4 separate regions of the Mus musculus genome follow, and regions 1, 2 and 4 are each linked to region 3. The links are chromatin contacts, called in public HiChIP or PLAC-seq maps. All regions are on one chromosome and are shown on one strand. Each heading gives the region's core, a stretch centred on a gene start, on an enhancer-like site or on the middle of the called end of the contact. The rest is flanking DNA. Distances are from core to core; before and after follow the strand shown. Region 1 has its middle 110 kb from the start of 1700044C05Rik. Region 2 overlaps Abcc4 (ATP-binding cassette, sub-family C (CFTR/MRP), member 4). Region 3 has its middle 30 kb from the start of 4933431J24Rik. Region 4 overlaps Abcc4 (ATP-binding cassette, sub-family C (CFTR/MRP), member 4).

Region 1 (2,903 bases), core at 313-2,812, 290 kb before region 3:
CTCTTCTGGGTTCTTGAACCTTGAATGTGCCTCTTTCTACCTGATAGGTGTTAAAATGGTGAAGATGTGGAGCAGGGCTTGAGAGCTTGTGTTTCCAAACTGCCAAGCAAGGCTGCTGCTCAAGGTTTGTGCGTCACACTCGGACAGCCAGTGTCTGAGGACTAAGGCCTAGATGGGTGTGTTCTTCGGGCTCTCGGAAATTTCTCACCAGAGTAACCAGCCAGCACCTAGGAGAGCTGGTGGGGGTCCTCTAAACAGCAGGACCCAGAGTGGAGGCTTCTTGTTAGGACCACAGACTGGTCCTAGCCCCTTCTTTGCTAGAATCACCCTTCTTACCCAGGCCCGCCCTCCTCCTTCTTCGTCCCCCCTCCCCCTCGTGCCAATGTGCTGTTCCCATAATGCTGGGCTCCGATTCTCCTCCACCCGCTCTGCCACCATTTCATCCTTTGATCTCCCACCCACTCGCCCCAAAGTCAAGTTTCTCTTGGCTCCTTTCTCGGCTGCTCTCCCACTCCTTCCCACGCTTCTCTCTTGCGACACAAAACAAATGTAAAATAACATTTCAAAAATATTAAAAATCGATGCTGATGAAATCGCGGTTTTGTTTTCTTGGAATGGGAGGCAACAGGTCCAACAATCGCAGACACAGATTGGCCTGCGCTGTACCATTGTTTCTGGGCAGAACCCTATCTGTTCACCCATGACCTGAAATCAGAATTTCCAAACAGAAACGTTTGCCGGATTAGTTAGGGCAGACTAAGTTTTTCTCCCATAATTTTATTTTGACAAGACCATGAAAGCTGCTATCGCCTCATCTAATGGAATCAAACAGGCTGCTAAAAATAACCCTTGCAAGCTTTTATTACGAACGGGAAACACCTCCTCCTCCCAGCTTGCGACTGTGATCAGCTTAATCCTTCAACTTTGCTGCGAATATTTGCACTGCTCTGGGGTTCTTTTCTTTCCAAGGCTGGTTTGCTCTGTTTGGCAGAGTTATTTGAACAGGTGGCTTTGCACACCCTATGCTAATGGAGGCTTTTGTCTTCCTTCAATCAGCAGAGGGAGCCGTTCTAGAAAGAAACGGTTCTTTGATGCTAAACTATTCACACCTGTTTGATTATCACCTCGCGAATCACAATACCAAGCCAGGCAGAACTTTCTCTAACTGGACACCAGAAGAGATGCGATCTCCTTTGCATCTCCAAGAGCATCTTTTCGAGACAAGCATCTCCAAGAGCATTTTTCGTTGCTTAGGGCAAGCGTCTCCTGTTTCCATCAGGCAACGGAAAGGGCATTAAGGAAGGTTTGGGGGTGCCTCGTTTGTAAAGAGCAGGATGCTAGGCTTCAGAGGACTCACCAGACCTAGTTCTCCGGCTTGAGCCCGCTTCCCCTTCCCTTTCATCCGGGGACACTTTCAGCGGGAGCTCCGGGCAGACAGTGCGCGCGCGCGCGCGCGCTAGGTCGGGGATGCGCTTGGCGCGCGATCACAGGGTCTCCGGGGACGCCCCGCGCGCTCCCTGGCTGCAGATCACAGGCGCCGCCCTCGGCCGGCCAGCACGGGAACCCGCCTGCTCCCTGGCGCGCGATCACAGGCACCGGGCTCCGCACCCTGAGGGCCGGGAGGTGGCACGGCCCCAGCCCTTGAGGAGAGCAATGGCTGGCGCGTTCCCACGGGAGGCCCAGGACCAAGCAGGGACTTCTACCTTCTCTAAAAAGTGTCTTCCACAAGTGACAAGGTGGCACCAGCAAGGGCGGTGGGCGTTCTGCCTCTAAAGCAGCTTTGTAGACACACCTGATTCTGGCTACGTTGGTGCTGCTTGAGTATGAACTTTTGGTCTGGTCTGAACGTAGCCTTTTCTAGAACTATGTTTTTGCATCTCATGAAAAGAATGAATGAAATAAGTGCCTTGCAGTGGGCAGAGACTAGCTTGGACACAGTTTAAGGAGATCAGACTTGTAGGTGTGCTCATGATGATAGTCAGCCCCACTTCCTACAGGCCTGCAAAGGTGCCTTGTGTACGTGCATGCGCATGTGTGTGTGTGCGCGCGCGCGCACGCACGCACACGCTTATACACTTGAGTTTTGTGCAGATGAAGCCCAAAAGCTGACATATACTGTTATCTATTATTACTCTCCGTCTTTTTCAGTGAGGTAGGGGGTCTCTCAATTAAACCCAGAATTTCCCCAGTCTGGCTAGTCTGTGCAGTCAGTTTGCTCTGGGGATTCTTGTCCACTCCTGCTGCGCTGGAATTGCAGGGAGGTTGCCGTGCCAACTAAGCATGTCTGTGGATTCTAGAGACCCAGAGTTCAATTCTTATGTTTGCTGACAAGTGCTTCAACTATTAGCATCTTCTGCAGCCCGGATTCGATTTCTTCTTTTTTCTTTCTGTTGTGCTTGTTTGCTTTGTTTTGTCTTTGGGACACAATTTTAGTGTGCCACTATGAAGAATGGATCCAAGGAGGACAAACAAGAATCCGAAACTGGGGGAGGGGGGGGGGGAGGGGGAAGGATGGAGAGATGGCTCAGTGGTTAAGAGCACTGACTGCTCTTCCAGAGGTCCTGAGTTCAATTTCCAGCAACCACATGGTAGCTCACAACCATCTGTAATGGGGATCCCATGCCCTCTTCTGTTGTGTCTGAAGACAGTGACAGTGTACTCACATATATGAAATAAATAAATAAATCTTTTAAAAAGTCAGAAACTGGTGTAGGTTAAAGAATAAATCGTGTAGAGGTTGAAAATCATAGCAAATTGTAGAAACTTGAAGGACTACCATGATAATTGAACAGATGCAGTATGGGATGTGCCTTACTTGAGTCTCTCTGTTGTAGCCAGGAATGTACTCTAAGGAAGAGATGGAAACAGAGGGGAGGACATGAGCTAACTTTAAATACACACAC
Region 2 (3,029 bases), core at 29-2,528, 360 kb before region 3:
CTGTCTCGGAATTCTTGGGCTCAAATAACCTTTCTACCTCATTTTCTCAAGCAGATAGAGTTGCGGATAGAGTGATAGGTCTTTGGCTGAACACCCCCGGACCCTGTCCCCTACACGGCCCACTGCCCCCCCCAGGTCTGGGGATCTAATCCAGAGCTGGGCACCTGCCCCACCACTGAGCCACACCCCCTCCCCTCAGTGACACTCCAGCAAAACTCATTCAAGTAACAAAGGATATGCTTCTTTTAAAATATAATATTATCTCTAAGCGAGACAAATAAATTGGTAACAGTGATCATCGTCTGCTCTCTTGTGTTCCATTGAGGTAACTGTCTGACACAGACCAGACCCAAGTCCCAGCTCGTGAGCTTGTATGGAAGATGTTGGGTTTGTGAGTGCTTATCATTTTAGTGGCTATTTCCCATTCTGTGCCACATGATCAGGGTCTGTTGTTTTCAGAACAGATCATTGAGCAGTAAATATTTCATACTAATGTAATCTCTGGACTATTCCCAAAGCTTCCGTGGTCCCCAGTAGCATCGAGCAAAGTGTCTCACTTATCTGGAATTCTGGCAGCTAACATGCCCACTTCCGAACAAAGCAATTGAAAATGTAGTGACTTGTCATTATTTAGTGGGGTTGAGGGGGGGGGGTGTACTTCTGAGTGTGCAAACTTGCACACAGCTGCGTTCTGCAAAACGCTGCCAATGATTTAGAGCTTCGTTGCAAAGCCATTCTTCTTCACTTCACATCCTCATCAGAAAGAAAGAGAGAGAGAGAGAGAGAGAGAGAGAGAGAGAGAGAGAAAGAAAGAAAGAAAGAAAGAAAGAAAGAAAGAAAGAAAGAAAGAAAGAAAGAGAGAGAGAGAGAAAGAAAGAAAGGGAGAAAGGGAGAAAGGGAGAAAGGGAGAAAAAAGAGAAAAAGAAAGCAGGCCAACAACTTGACTGAGCTTAAATAACTGACTTTTCCTACCCTTTCATGGCACACAAAGGACTAATCCTAAGGCTACTCTAGCCACCAGTGCGGGCAGTAGTGGAGACCACCACTGAACGCACCTCCCCTCCTCCCTGCACATAGACACATTGACTTCTGCTTTATGAAGTGAAAATGCCAAGCCAAAGGACGCGAAGGAGCCGTCCCCAGTCCCTTCTTCCTGGGGGTGCAGGATGAGCAAAAGCTACTGCATCTGGATATGGGGAACAAAGCCAGCCTAGGACTTGGGGATAATAGGCTGGGTCACTGGCTTTTATAGAAGCCCAGGGGTGGAACTGCCCGGACTTGTCTGGTCCCACTGACCCTTGCACGGCTTTGTGTGGAGATGTCAGGGGAAGTGTGTAGAAAGCACCCAGGACAATGACTTCGTCATTCTGAGATTTCTATGGTTTGCTCGGCCTACTCCCACCTTCCAATTCCTCTCAGACAAAGGACGGTGTTAGGTAGGTTGCCTCACCCTGGTTTTCAAAGATCTCATTCTTTAAAAGTAAACTCATCCATTTTTTAACCGAATCAGAGTGTTTTTCATGCTTTTGGAAATCAACAAAAGAGGTTTTATTTGGTGCATTTGCAAGGAGGGAATAATTAATCACCTGGAAATGCCAGCCTCAGAGATAGCACTGTGCCAGCTGCCTGACTGAGGTGTGCCCCCTGATCGTAGACAGTCGAGCTGACGATAGCAGGTACTGGCAATATTGACCAACACATAACCCAGGCAGCCCATGTGATCGGTTGGTATCGTTCATGAGGCCCCCTGACTACTATTCCTGGAAGAGGAGAAGTTTGGGATTTTTGCCAGTCAGAGAGTTAGCACCACACTTGGTAGTGTGGTGACAGTCACTGGGGATTCTCCCAGGCTTGTAGGCAATTTGTCCCAGCATGTGTGCTCTGGCGATAATGGTTGTAGTTTAGCAAGAAGGCAATGAAGACGTAAAGAGCAAAAAAAAAAAAAAAAAAAAACAAAAAACAAAAAAAACAAAACAAACAACAACAACAAAACTGAACAATTTTGTTTTTTAAATCAAGCCTGGTGGTGTTCTACAGGAGCACAAAACTTTATAAGCTAACATGGCTGGGTGGTGTGTGTGGTCAAAGAATAGAGGTCTTCACTGTGCCTCCGCACCCCCACCCCTGTGGGCTCTCCCACCGTCAGCCATCCTACACAGTTGTTAAGGCAGAGAGTAAAGTGGTGGAGACTTCTAGAGTTCCATTATCTCGCTGTTCTTGCTTGTATCCATTTTTGTCTGTGTTCTGGTGTTCTGGTTGCTTCAATTTTATTAAAATCGCACACTTCCTATTTTATGTTTTTTTTTTTTTTAAGATTTATGTATGAGTACACTGTGGCTCTCTTCAGACACACCAGAAGAGGGCATCGGATCCCATTATGAATGGTTGGGAACCACCATGTGGGTGCTGGGAATTGAACTCAGGACCTCTGGAAGAGCAGTCAGTGCTCTTAACCACTGAGCCATCTCTCCAGCCCAGGATTTTGTTGTCGTTGTTGTTTGTCTACACTTATTGCGTGTGTGTGCAGGAGCATGCTTGTGAAAATCAGCTCTCTCTTCTGCCATGTAGGTTCCGGAGAAGAAATGGAGGTTTTCAGGCTCGGCAGCACACGCTGCACCCCATTAGCTGTCTCGCTGGCCTGAGCACTTTGCTTTGTACATACACTGTGCCTTTCTAATCCCATCTGGATCATGGTTCATCATCATCAGTCCTGTCTTGGAGTCTCTCCTGTTTCTGAATTTCACAACCCACTTGTTCCTCCAAGCCGTTTCTCTGGCTCCTGATGGGGGATTCGCTGAGGGTCTGAATCCAGCCTAGAAGTAGACGGCACGGCCTCTACCTTGTGGTGCAGGGTTCAGACCCCCTGAGAGAGGTCACCCAGGCCTTGGGAGCTGTGTGTGTTCTGAGCCACATTTCCAGTCTTCTAGTCACATCTAGAAATGATGTCTAGTCTTCACATGGGTCCTCTTCCCTCCTCTAGAAGCACCCAGTATAAATCCTTCTTGACACTGTGACTATAAAATTTTCAG
Region 3 (2,779 bases), core at 197-2,696:
CAACGGCTGCATTTCAACAAGGGAAGATCCCTCCGCTCCGGTCTCTGCTCCTCCGCCTGCAGGGGCCATGATCCCACCTCCCCCCAGTCTCCCGGGCCCTCCTCGGCCTGGCATGATGCCTGCGCCCCACATGGGAGGCCCTCCCATGATGTCAATGATGGGCCCCCCCTCCGCCCGGAATGATGACCGTGGGACCAGCTCCTGGGATGAGACCACCCATGGGAGGCCACATGCCCATGATGCCCGGGCCTCCCATGATAAGACCTCCTGCCCGCCCTATGATGGTGCCCACCCGGCCTGGCATGACCCGGCCAGACAGATAAGAGCAGAAGCGCTCTTGATGGTTTTGTATTTCTTGTTCTGTTCCACCAGGAGCTCTTGGTGCTGAGCCTGAGTGTTTACTAGATGCATGGAAAGGAAACTTCCCTTCCTAACTGAATATTTTTGGAGAGAGAAATAATACAAAAAAGTGCAGTTTTCACTTATATTGTGAAATGTGAAATGTGAAAATAAAATCATCAGCTCTTTTAGTTAAAAAAAATAATTAATTGTAAAAAGAAAACACAAAATCCTGGAATTAGTGAGTAAAATATACATATAATTGAAATATTATAGTACTGAAGAACACTAAAGACATACTCATATAGGTGACAACACAAAAACTTTACATTTCTCCTCTATATGCAGAACTGAACGGCTAGTGACTAAGTAGGACATATATTTCCCATATGTATTATGGGCAAAAATTTATTTTAAAAAATTATGCAGGAAGAGCTCATAGAAAAGGCCAACTATAGAAAACACCCAGAAAAAAAAAATCCACCATGTGTATGGAGATTTAAAAGCATTTCCCTTTAAAGTGACGTAGAAGCTGATCTTCCCTCCAGGACAGCCTATTCCCTGCCTGGCTCCGCCCCAGCCACCAGTAACTCAGGGGCATCCAGCACGCTTACACTTGTGTCTTGCAGCGTTTTCTCACTAAGACAAAGCCAAACTCAAAGCAAATATATTAAAACTAAAACCTGAACACATAGAGGAAGCCACAGTGACACGGAGGTCCCTAAAAATCAGATGCAAAGGAACGCAAGCACCATTATCACCGGTGCTGGGCTCTGCGCAGGTTCAACCTGCAATAAAGAAAGTCTTTCCAATCTGCCCTGCGACTTCACCCTCATTGGGATGCATATTCGTGATTTCCTGATTACTCTGCTACATAATGTATACCATTTCCCACTTTGGTTTGCACAACGCTTGTTCAATATTCATATTTTGTCTCTTAACGATTGTAGTAAATCACTTCAAACACAATAACCTATTTAAGAGTGGGTTTATAGGCGAAAAGGCACACCTTTAATGCTGTGACTGCAGTCATCAGATTCTCTGGTTCTACCCGGGCACTCATTACAGAATGCTCAAAGGACGCAACACGCAGAAGAGGCCATCGGAGGCTGAAGGAGTCAGCCCCGCCCAGCGCGCGCTTCCTGGTGGCAGGGCGTATCCATAGGAACCCGGTGAAATGTTTTGTTTTAGTCACTTGGCTCCTTTCTCGTTCTCACCGGAGCCAACAGTTGCAAGATAATGCAGTTTAGACATGTCGCAGCTGTTGAAACTCAGTGGAAGCTTGAGCCGGTGGTGGAGCGCGATCAAGAATCAGAAACACCAAAGCAGCAGTGTGATACAGAGTCAAGGAGGAGCTTTGAGAAGACAAAGGGCAGGAAATAAAGCCCGCCCGCCCGCTTTAAAGCAGAACCCTGGGGTGGGGTGGGGTGGGGTGGGGGTGGGGGCGACATCAGGTTGAGAGCAAGCAGTGACTTTTTTTGTCCCGTGAAGCCGCTTACTGGATAACATGAAAAAATGGCAGATTTGGGAGATGACTTCTCAGAAGCTGAAGAGCAGGCAGAGGGATGTCGCTCTTGGGAAGGGCGTTTATAATTCAGAAAGTAACAAAATCTAAATGGAAGTCATAATCTGTAATGTTTGCTCTGCACTTAAAACCTGAATTCTTTCTGGCAGGAATGTGGTCCGTCTCCAGTTCTCAGGCTAGCCTCATGACCTACTCTCTAATACACACTTCTGAGAAACTGTCAGAGACAGAGTTCAAACCTGTATCACAGGACTGTAAGCTTGGTAAGAGAAACTTTCACAACCATTGAAAGTCATTTATGCCCACAAAGCCCCACACCTTTAGAGAATAAAATAAAATTGATCGCAGTGCACGAATCTGATGACGAATGTGAATTACAACATGCATGGTGTACCCAAGAAGAAGACAGTTTCCATGTTAAAACTAACAAAAATAAATAAATAAATAAATAAATAAATAAGCCCAACTTTATTCACTCTACCTTGCCCCTGGGGGGACTTTTTAAAAAAAACTGGCTTCTGAGTAAGTCTTAAACACTAATCTTTTCAAAGATCTATAAAGCTCACAGGCTAGGCAAGAGATGTAAAAGTTTACTTTGTGTGGGAGTAAGTTGGAATTCAGTCGTGTGTAAGTTAGACAGAATCTTGAATGCCTTCCAGCCACACCTACCTTCTGTTTTAATCACATATGTATGATCATTTAAAACAAACATTTCATCTCAGGCCATTTAAATTTTATCTCCATGAATGGTAGATTAGTAATAACCTTGGGTTCACTCACAATTCTGTACACCCTTTAGGCTCTATATATCTGAGCACAGAGCCAAGGAGGCAACGCCGTCCACAACCCCTACAGCAGTCCTGGGAGTTAGTGACATTAGAGCCCATCTCTCAGGTCTCACTGGATTCTGTGAGA
Region 4 (2,974 bases), core at 453-2,952, 400 kb before region 3:
ATCAGCTTTAGTGACAAACACCTGTCCCCACAGAATGGAGATTTCAGAAGGTCCTTATTGGAGGAACTGAGGTCAAACACTGGTGGTCATTTTACAATTCCATGCGCCTGTTCTCTAGGCCCACAGAAACGGGAGAAGCACAGGGCGAAGTCACTTCTCGGTCTGGTCAGGGTGAACCTCCTTAGTGCAGATATTTTGATGTCAGACTTGGGGGCACCAGGGCTCACAGTGATGGATGACTCCTGGGGGTGACTCACGGGGAAGGCTCACAGCGATGGCAGCCGAGAGTCGCGGTGTACAGATGCGGAAGGATCCCACAGACAGACCCAGTTCCTTCATTTGCTTATGGAGTTAGGCTTTGGGGCAGAGTTCAGAGTGTGGCTCCTTGTCCTTTACTCAGAAAGAACAAATTATCTCGTTACTCATTTCGCTGGCCGGTCACTCCCTCATTTTATATTTACAAGAAAGTTTAATTTGTGGAATATGTACCGAGAGAGATAAGCAACAATAGCTAACAACAGAACAGAAGAGTGATGATAATGTACTATGATTAAAAGCATTTAAAAGTTTGAATTATTTGTTTCTGGAATGTTCCATTTAAAGACCGTAGGTTGCTAAAGCCGCAGATGAAGGTGAGGCTCAGGGCTTTGTCCTCACTGTTCTGTGCTCTGGAGAGGTCGACGTGTTTGGGGGAAAAGCAGTCTCTGGGAGTGTGAACCCTCAAAAACCAAGTGTTCAGAGTTAGATAACTTGGTCTCTGTTTTTTCCCTTGTAGTTTTTCATAAGCAGTAAACGATGGGATAGAAAGCTAATATTAGCTATTTTTTTTTAATTTCTTATTTAGAAAACGTAAGTACATGACTTAATTATTACTTTTTGTGCTTTTGGAAAGTGCATTTTCGTTTCTTTTATGTTTTGATGTTGTACTGCTTGTTGCTGTGATAAAACACAGCACAACACAAAACACAAAGTTTGGAGCTAAGACGAAAGGATGGACTACCCCAGAGACTACCCCACCCGGGGGTCCGTCCCATAATCGGCCACCAAACGCAGGCACTATTGCATATGCCAGCAAGACTTTGCTGAAAGGACCCTGATATAGCTGTCTCTTGTGAGGCTTTGCCAGTGCCTGGCAAAATAGAACAGAATGCTCGCAGTCATCTATTGGATGGATCACAGGGCCACCAATGGAGAAGCTAGAGAAAGTACCCAAGGAGCTAAAGGTATCTGCAACCCTATGGAGGAACAACAATATGAACTAACCAGGACCCCGGAGCTCTTGTCTCTAGCTGCATATGTATCAGAAGATGGCCTAGTCTAGTTGGCCATCACTGGGAAGAGAGGCCCCTTGGTCTAGCAAACTTTATATGCCCCAGTACAGGGGAATGCCAGGGCTAAGAAGTGGGAGTGGGTGGGTAGGGGAACAGGGTGGGGGAAGGGTATTGGGGACTTTTGGGATAGCATTTGAAATGTAAATGAAGGAAATACCTAATAAAAAAATTAAAATAAAAAAAAAAGAAAACGTAAGTACATGACTTAATTATGACTTTCTGTGCTTTTGGAAAGCGCATTTTCGTTTCTTTTATGTTTGATGCTGTATTACTTGTGGTTGCTGTGATAAAACACCATGACAGTCATGGGGTGAAAATCTCGGCAGATGGCAGGAGCCCAAAGCAGCAGGATCCTTCACACAGCACACAGGAAACGGAGAACAGGAAGTGGGTCAAGGTTACAGCTCTTAAAGCTTACCCCAAGTGATGAACTTCCCCCATCAGGGTCATCTCTTCTAAAGGTCCCATGACCATCCCTAAACATCACCACCAACAGGGACCAGATATTTAAGCCCATGAGCCTATGGGGACATTTCTCATTCAAGCGACCACACATCAGTGCTCATTGCCAAGCTGATAGAATCAAAACCCACCTTGGAGACAGACCACTGGGCATGTCTATGGGGTTTATCTTGATTACATCAATAGAAATGGAAAGACCCGCCCTGTATGGGAAGCCCTGTTCACTGGGTGGGATCCTGAACTGGGATGGCTTCTGAAGGTGGATGTGGTATGACCCACTGCTCTGAGCTTCTGCCCCTTGGCTCCCTCACATTGATGGACTAAACCCTCAAACTGCAAGCACATGTGAGTTCTTAACTGACGAAGTTGCCTTTGCTGGCGTGTTTTATCATAGCATCAGAAAAAGTAGTAAGAAAATAGTTTCCATTTTAAAATTACAAATTCCTAAGTTCTAAACGCTCCATCCGTTAGCAGGTGAACAGCCGGTGTCTCATTTGTTAATCTGAGGCAGCAGGCCTGTGTAAGACTTCAGTTTCTCCTCTTCAGCCTCATTCCTAAGAGTCCTTTTGTGTGTTTACTAAAATTCATTATTTACGCGCTGATAGGAATAGGGTTGGGGAAGGTCTTCTACCTTCTGTGACCTACAATTTAGTTGGAGAGATTGGATATAGAACTTAATTCATCCTCAATTTGAGCCTCTTTCTTAATAGAAGCCTCAGAAGTCTTCAGTTCTTTGACCCTTTGACCCTTTATGCTTTGTTGAGGACACGCACTAGACCTGGACAAAAGCCAGGTGACTCTCCTGATTAGTTGTTATTGTCAACTTGACACAACCAACCTAAAGCTACCTGGGAAGGGGGAGCCTCAACTGAAGAATCGCCTCAATCCAATTGGCCTATGGTCAAGTCTGTGAGGAGTTGCCTTGACAGGTGATAGACATGGGAGGGTCCAGCCCACTGTGGGCGGCACCATCCCTAGGCAGACCCATCTAGGCTGTATAAAAAAACTTGTAGCAGGATGCAAGGGAGAGATTAGCCGTCTAGTGGCTCTTGCCTTGAGTTTCTGTCCTCAAATGATGGACTGTGACTGGGAAGTTTTATGTGAAAATAACAAAATTAACCCTTCCCTCCTCAAGTTGCCTTTGGTCAGAGTATTTTATCACAACAGAAAGCAAATAGAAG

The links. HiChIP or PLAC-seq counts read pairs in DNA pulled down with a chosen protein or histone mark.
Region 1: a contact with region 3 is called in an H3K4me3 HiChIP or PLAC-seq map of stem cell-derived neural progenitor cells, with 4 times the contacts expected there. The contact joins two enhancer-like sites. A contact is called at or near these places in 1 of 484 Hi-C or Micro-C datasets (epidermal suprabasal cells), 14 of 115 datasets of contacts at active chromatin or transcription factors (acute myeloid leukemia, cardiomyocytes, embryonic basal ganglia and 8 more) and 1 of 9 other capture datasets (embryonic stem cells).
Region 2: an H3K4me3 HiChIP or PLAC-seq map of embryonic midbrain shows a contact between it and region 3, with 4 times the contacts expected there. The contact joins two enhancer-like sites. A contact is called at or near these places in 4 of 115 datasets of contacts at active chromatin or transcription factors (astrocytes, embryonic basal ganglia, embryonic midbrain and 1 more).
Region 4: a contact with region 3 is called in an H3K4me3 HiChIP or PLAC-seq map of bone marrow-derived macrophages, with 3 times the contacts expected there. The contact joins two enhancer-like sites. A contact is called at or near these places in 8 of 39 promoter capture datasets (the 3T3-L1 cell line, cranial neural crest, frontonasal cranial neural crest and 5 more), 4 of 484 Hi-C or Micro-C datasets (LSK cells, embryonic fibroblasts, forebrain and 1 more) and 11 of 115 datasets of contacts at active chromatin or transcription factors (T-cell acute lymphoblastic leukemia, acute myeloid leukemia, bone marrow-derived macrophages and 8 more).

What each region holds. Positions count from the first base shown.
Region 1 is chr14:118,472,585-118,475,487 of GRCm38.p6, reverse strand. No RefSeq gene overlaps it. Among named protein-coding and RNA genes, the nearest start is that of 1700044C05Rik, 110 kb to the right of the region's middle. Within about 2 kb of position 1,562, at least 50 of the 459 cell types and tissues checked have an H3K27ac peak or open chromatin away from gene starts, as enhancers often do. A contact at or near this core is called in embryonic basal ganglia and stem cell-derived neural progenitor cells, where this site is marked.
Region 2 is chr14:118,541,435-118,544,463 of GRCm38.p6, reverse strand. All of the region lies in intron 20 of Abcc4 (ATP-binding cassette, sub-family C (CFTR/MRP), member 4), which reads left to right. Among named protein-coding and RNA genes, the nearest start is that of Mir6391, 50 kb to the left of the region's middle. Within about 2 kb of position 1,278, at least 17 of the 459 cell types and tissues checked have an H3K27ac peak or open chromatin away from gene starts, as enhancers often do.
Region 3 is chr14:118,179,153-118,181,931 of GRCm38.p6, reverse strand. It overlaps the pseudogene Gm4674. Among named protein-coding and RNA genes, the nearest start is that of 4933431J24Rik, 30 kb to the left of the region's middle. Within about 2 kb of position 1,446, at least 213 of the 459 cell types and tissues checked have an H3K27ac peak or open chromatin away from gene starts, as enhancers often do. A contact at or near this core is called in bone marrow-derived macrophages, embryonic basal ganglia and stem cell-derived neural progenitor cells, where this site is marked.
Region 4 is chr14:118,576,854-118,579,827 of GRCm38.p6, reverse strand. All of the region lies in intron 19 of Abcc4 (ATP-binding cassette, sub-family C (CFTR/MRP), member 4), which reads left to right. Among named protein-coding and RNA genes, the nearest start is that of Mir6391, 14 kb to the left of the region's middle. Within about 2 kb of position 1,702, at least 11 of the 459 cell types and tissues checked have an H3K27ac peak or open chromatin away from gene starts, as enhancers often do. A contact at or near this core is called in bone marrow-derived macrophages, where this site is marked.